2 separate regions of the Mus musculus genome follow, and region 1 is linked to region 2. A link is a contact called in public promoter capture Hi-C data. All regions are on one chromosome and are shown on one strand. The core of a region is the stretch at or near the end of the contact, and the rest is flanking DNA. Distances in the headings are between cores, read along the strand shown. Region 1 holds the start of Tex2 (testis expressed gene 2). Region 2 holds the start of Icam2 (intercellular adhesion molecule 2).

Evidence for each region. Promoter capture Hi-C pulls out the DNA fragments that hold promoters and counts their contacts.
Region 1: a contact with region 2 is called in a promoter capture Hi-C map of stem cell-derived epiblast-like cells, with 5 times the contacts expected there. The contact joins the promoter of Tex2 here to the promoter of Icam2 in region 2. A contact is called at or near these places in 22 of 39 promoter capture datasets (the 3T3-L1 cell line, 3T3-L1-derived adipocytes, the C10 cell line and 16 more), 1 of 15 datasets of contacts at CTCF or cohesin (large pre-B cells), 6 of 484 Hi-C or Micro-C datasets (B cells, the C10 cell line, the G1E-ER4 cell line and 3 more), 9 of 115 datasets of contacts at active chromatin or transcription factors (the SCID.adh cell line, T-cell acute lymphoblastic leukemia, bone marrow-derived macrophages and 5 more) and 3 of 9 other capture datasets (adipose tissue, liver and pancreatic islet).

Annotation. Positions count from the first base shown.
Region 1 is chr11:106,611,445-106,614,848 of GRCm38.p6, reverse strand. Tex2 (testis expressed gene 2) reads left to right here and starts at 1,919. Exons shown (of 12, transcript NM_198292.3): 1 at 1,919-1,991.
Region 2 is chr11:106,381,182-106,384,368 of GRCm38.p6, reverse strand. It overlaps Icam2 (intercellular adhesion molecule 2), which reads left to right and starts at 1,588. Exons shown (of 4, transcript NM_010494.2): 1 at 1,588-1,939. The coding sequence starts at 1,885.

The DNA.
Region 1 (3,404 bases), core at 670-3,169, 230 kb before region 2:
TCCAACCTCATGGCCTGAGCTTCTCTGACTGTATTGTGTAAGCCAATCTGATAAATCCCCATTGTTTTCTGTATCTCTGACATCCATTCTATTCTCCCAGTGAAACTTGACTAATACAAGGGCTGGCCTCCAAATCCAGGGCAAAGACTTCTGGGTCACACAGGTGTCTGGGACACTAGGACTAGAAGTTGAATTCAGCCAGGAGGGTAGGCAGTAGGACTGGATGATGACATTGGAATGTGGTCTCAGAGGGGCAGGGTGTCCTTCTGGGGTTGACTGGTCCTAGTGCGGGCCATGGGAGGGTGTGTTTGCCATTAAATGCTTATGCATTATCTCACTGGTCAGAGAACAAGACTGACTTCCTTATGTGCTAGGTCACAGCCTTGCCTTTCCTCTTGGAGGAGTTCCAGCTGTCATCTGTTGCGTCTAGAGCCCGTCAACATTCAGTTCGTGCTGTGTCACATGCAGGGGGCCAGTCTGAGCTCCTTTTTGGTCTCTAGGTTTACTGACTAGCAAGTCTCCCAAACATATCATGGATTTTGATTGTACAGAGGAATCTAGCTTTATTTTCCGCCGGTTGAGTTTTAATTTCACAGCAATGAGAGACTCGAAAGAGTATGGCCCCTAGCCGGGCGTGGTGGCGCACGCCTTTAATCCCAGCACTTGGGAGGCAGAGGCAGGCGGATTTCTGAGTTTGAGGCCAGCCTGGTCTACAGAGTGCGTTCCAGGACAGCCAGGGCTACACAGAGAAACCCTGTCTTGAAAAACCAAAAAAAAAAAAAAAAAGCATGCCCCCCCAGAGCGCCCCCTACTGGAATCTCCTGGGGAAAGAATGTTGAAAAATAAACGGCCCAGACCCAGTCATTGCAAAGTTGAGACATGCTAGAGTCCTCTGGGATGGGCTGATGCTGAAGTTTGGGACCCACTCATTTAGAAGGCAAAGTTGATAAGCAAAGACACTCTCACAACCTGCCCCTGTGCTATGAGGGACCTGCGGGACCTGCCTACCCTCTGCCCCCTCCACCCCTCCCTTTACCCTGTAAGGAACTGATGGGTGTAAAAATAGCCTCCACCATTCCAAGCACATTTTAAGCGAGAACTCATTTTTAAAAGTCACCTTCCTTTATCTGGGCCCTAGACACGATCCCTCTAAGGTAAACTTATGTTATCCAGGTGTAGTGGTGTATGCCTATAGTCATAGCGGTAGAGGCAGAGGCAGGAGGCTAAGAGTTCAAGGCTATCTTCAGCTACATATCAATTCTGAAAACAGCCTAGTCTACAGGAGACCCTGTATTAAAAAAAAACCCAAGATCATAATATATGATATATTTACGTCACACGAATTCTAGGCGCTAATTCTACTAATCAGTTTGCGATTGGTTGTTACGGTCAGGTGTGGAGGAGGAGCTCAGACATCCAGTTTCTGGAACTAGCAGGGATTGATAAAGTCCGACGTCCTCCTAAGACCTCTGTTCCTAAGAATCTGCCTAGCCAGACAGTTTCCCTCACGGCTTGGAGGCACTTGTTGCTAAATTGCAGGAAGAGGAAATTAAGAAATGCAAAGAGCTGGGGAAAGCGCCTCAGTTTCAATTGGGAGAGTGCAACGCTCGCTCCTCCCACTGGGATTCTGCCAGGTAACCCGCAGTTTTTCGCGGCCTCCCCTTCTTTCCAGTCCGCAGCGCCGCAGCCCCTTTAACAGCCCTGACCGATCGCTGGCCGATCCTCCAGGCCCGTCGCGGGCGCGCGGCACTGGCTGGATTGGTCATGTCTGGTGCGCGGCTGGCCCCGCCCCCTCCGCCCTGTGGTTGGGCGGTGGGGGCCGCGGCCGCGGGGCGGGTCCGCCGGCGGGGCGGGACGGCCGGTGCCCGGGGGCGGGCGGGCAGCAGCACGGCGGCCCCAGCCAGAGCCGGAGCTGGAGCTGGAGCAGGAGCCGCGGCGGCCGCCAAGTACGGGCGCCGGTGTAGTAGGATGAGGCAGCCAGCGGATCCGGGGTGAGCGCGCTCCGGGCCAGGTGGGGCGACGGGCGGAGCAGGCCCTGACTGGGTGGCCCGGCTACGGGACACCGGCAGCTCCCGCAGCCGTTGGCGCAGCGGGGCTCGGTCCCTTCCACACTACCAGGGCTCGGGACGCCGGCATGGGTGGCCCCGGGAGAGACCTTCCCTGCTTGGGGGCCGGGCAGGGCGGAGTCGCCCCGGGGCGGGAGGTGCAAGCCGTCAGGTCCCAGCCTAGCGTCCGCGGCTCGGTGTGGGTCCGGGAAAGCAGCATTCACACGCTCGTTGAAGGAAAACACTTGTCACCTCTGTGCGTGGGGCCCTTGCCGTCCTCCGCCCCCTGGGCCACCGTGGGAGAAGCTTGGGAATGGAGGAGCGCGGTTACTTTTGCGCGAATCTGTCAGTGGCTGTCGGCGCCTCGCTTGTTTTTCTCCCAACTCCTGGCGGACACCGGGGACCGAGGGGTGGCTTGTGTGCTTTCAAAGGGAGGTGGCGGCGTACCAAAAACCGGGGAGATCGGAAGGTTAACAAGTGACATTGGGCTGAGGCCTAACGCTAGCTGCCCCGCTGGGAGCATGGAGATGACGGTGGTGGAGACCGGGGGACCGATGCAGGGACAGGAGCTGCCGGCTCCATTGCACCACATGCCACTCCGGAGTGCCGACTCTACGCGCGGGAGTTGGTGCAAGGGAGTTTTTCCCCCACTGAAAAACGATTTTTGGAAAACTTAGCCCCTCAGTGGGTTGATGGTTACCTAAACCATCAGTTGTTATGGTTACACGGCATCAAATTTAAGGGCAAAGTCTGTTAAACACCCTCGCTCTTTTTTTTCCCCTTAGAGCTAAGGAGTACTTACTTTGTCATTAGATTTCATAGATGAGGAGGACATATTTTTTTAGAGTTAAAGGAAAAGTGTGACAACCTGAAGACACAGGTTGTGTCCTGTTCCGGTGTGAGGTCCAAATGTCTTGACACCATTGCTCAATTGAGAGGAATTGTCTTTTCAGGAGCTAGATTAAATCCAAAGAGAAAGTGAATTGTATGTGGAAAATAACAAGGGAAACTGAGGGACAAGTGATCTCTGGCGCTTGGGGAAGGGAGTTTGAAGGGTCTGGATTTATTGGCCGGTGAGAAACGTTTCTGTTAGCTTTTCCCAACCCTTAAATGGTTTCAGTATCTTTTCAGAGTCTTCCAAACAGATAAATGTCTTCAGGCTACGAGAATGAAGCCAGAGTGTGGCTGATCTTTGCTCCTTGGGCTCCCAGGGAGGGGACATGAAGGCTTGGAGAGGGATAGAGGAGGGCTCTGGGGGACTGCACATCCTTGTACGTGTGTCTTCAGGAAAGGAGATGAGCAAGGAGATTCAGATTAGAACGTGGAGGTGATGAAGTTCACTGACAGGTAGTAAAGGAT
Region 2 (3,187 bases), core at 339-2,838:
TATAGCCATCACAGCCCGGTGACAACATTGAATGCATCACTCCCAGATTCTCCTGGTGGTGTTAGTGTGCTACTGTGGTGCAGCTGTGTTCAAGTATAACACGTCTAACTATGTACAGGACGGTAGTGTCCTGTACCGTCTAGGTTTGTGTGGACACACTGTGGTGCTCACACCACCTGATGACAAAGTTCTCTGAACGTGAACTGCAAAGCGAGCTCTAGGCCAGTGTGGACCACTTAGCGGGGTGGGAAAAACACCAAGAGTCTAGGGATGCAGCTCTTGGCATGTGTCTAGCATGCATGAAGCCGTAGCGACTCAGTCACCAACACCCCTCCAAAAATGAAAAGACAACTCCTTCCCTGCCTAAGTGGTGTCTGTTTGTCTGCCCATTTGTGTTGCTGTATTATTATCACATTATTATTTATTATTATTATTATTATTACCCAGAGAAGGCCAACCCCCACCTTATCACCCAAAACCCTTGAAGCCCTCCAGTCCCCTGTTCTCAGGACTCTATCAGCCTAATGTGTGATCAGATACTCCCACCCTCCCCCCACCCTTCCCCCACCCTCCCCCCACTCTACCCCACCCCACTTCTCCCTTCTCCCTCTTTTCTCTCCTTACCTGGTCTTCGCTTTCTGGTGGAATCTCAAAGCCCAACAGCCTCATGTGGGGACTTCCCTTGATCCAGGCTGATAACATCTGCACTAGATAGCTATATACAACAGCCACTACTCAGCACTGTGGGAAGGACAGGATGTCACAGGGTCACTGGCTGAGCCATTGAGGCTTCCTCTACTTGAAATCTGGAGGACACAATGGACTGGGAGCTGGTCCTGCAGGTGGCTTCCTGAGCTCCAATAATGAGCCCTCAAAACCCTGGGGCTTCCTTTGGATAGGCCCTTTCTGGGATTCTACCGAGAAAGCAAGGAGGCCTGCTTTTGCCCTGCCTATCCCCCAGGTTCTAAGACAGAACTAAGACAGTAAGGTTGACTAAATATGGTGAACACAGTGCCTCCTGGGAAGGCCGTGTATCCAAAGTTCTCTGCCTGTGGTGAAGTGTGCCCGGAAGGAAGGCTAGGAAGACCAAGGTCCTGCCTGAAGTAAGGAGATGCACAGGAAAGCACTAACTGACAAGGCCAGGAAAGAGTCTAGGGTTTGGGAATAGGTTGTAGGCACTGTTTCCTGACCTCCTGGGCCCCAGGAGACGACTGTGGGCTGCCCTTTTGCAATCTCTGAGCCCTGTGTTGGCTGAATTAGGGCTAGGCTTCTGCTGGAAACTAAATGAGACATTGAGACATGCAGATATACGCAGGGCATTAGCAAGAGATTACTATGTGACTGCGTTCTAACTTTGGATATCATCTTTCCAGAGATGACGCCAACCGAGGCCTGGTAGAATTCAGAGTTCCCCTGATCTGAATCTTGGAGACCTCACTCTGCCCAATGTACAGTTAAAGAAATTCCATGTACACTCCCCCCACCCACACACAAAACACGTAAGTGCATGCAAGCTTGCACACATTCATGCATGCACACACACTTCCTGCATGTGATTTCCCATTGCTTTCCTATCCCCGCACAGGGAGCATGCAACGTGAGAGAACCCTGTTACACCCCTGCTTATCTGCTGCTTCCTGGCTTCCTCTGCATGAATTCTTGAGGCCCTAAAGGCTTGGGAGCTGGTCTGTGCATATTGTTTCCTGATCTCAGATAATTAGAGGAAATGAGCTCACTGGCACAGAGGAGATTGTGGATTTCAGTTGGGAGCGCCAGGCTTCACTCCCCGACCTGTAGCAGACATCTCTCCCTAACCCTCCAGGCAGCCGTCAGCTGTGCCCCTGAAGCCCATAGACTCCACAGACCCCACAGACCCCACCTGAGATGTCTTCTTTTGCTTGCTGGAGCCTGTCTCTTCTTATCCTGTTCTACAGCCCAGGTAAGCCAGCTCCCAGGGGTTTCAGCACATGGCATCTTAGGGTGGGAAGTACTAATACTCCTCAGGCATCGGGGTGGGGGAAGGGGACATCCTGGCCACAGAGGCCTCTCCACCATAGGTAAAGAAGACTGTGTCAGCCTGGCTTTGGTTTCTCATGGCCCCAGGCTAAGGACTAGGATCAAGGCCTTTTGGATACTAGAGGGAACAAACTCAGAGATCTGGGAATGTCGATGAAACATTCATCAATGAATGTTGATGTGACAGGCTACCGACGTTGGGGGTGGTGGACAGTGGGTAAATGGGAGACTCCAGAAGGAATGCCAGGGGCTAAGCGGAGATGAGGCAGCATGCCAAAGGGGCCTAGTGGACAGCAGAGGGCAGCCGATGATACTGTGCTCACTGGCAGAACAAAATGAAAATGAAAGCTGTTTCAGTGGGTCAAGGAGACCTGGAAGGACACAGCCTCTACGTGCTGAGTGTCCTATGTCTTAGACAACCTGCCAAACGCTTCCAAGCCTAATTGCACTCAGGACCCAGGGGAGGGCACATGATCCCTTTTAACAAGTGAAGAAACTGAGGCTCACAGAAAGAATATATATAACCAACGTTGAAAGTTCAAGTCCAGCACTATCTACATGGAAAGCCCCTCCTTTGCCGCTGAATTGAATGTCACTAGCTGATGGCTGAGTGGGGAGGGAGAAAGACAAGCCATGTGTAGGGACCCTGCTAGCCAGGATCCAGGACCATCGTGGTCCTCACAGAGTGGAGGTGAATACCGAGGGCCCCATTGTCTTACACCAGGTACATCCCAAATGTCTGTCCTGCATAGAGCTGTGTAGTCACCATAAAGAGAAACATGGGAAACTCAGGCCCAGCCTAAATGTCCTGGCTCCAACGATGTCTACAGAGCATCAACATAAATTATGAGCTTTATGCAACAGGTCCTTTTGATGGTGGCCTGTTGCTTTTCTGGTCTTATTTCCACCATTCCTCTTCCTTGCTAAGGTTTGGTCATCTCCGTTCTCCATTGCTTCATGAACGCATGCTCCCGATGGCAGGTCTGCGAGCCAGCGGCTCCGTTTATCTGCAAGGTGCTCCCACAGCGCATGAAAGGTTCTCTACCTCCCTCTGTCTTTGCTTCAACATCTCTTATTAGCTACGTTATTAAAAATGGAGTCCCTCCACTACCTCTACTCTCTTTCCCTGGAGCTTTGCCGCCACCCAGAGGGCATCCTGTCAGTTTTCGAT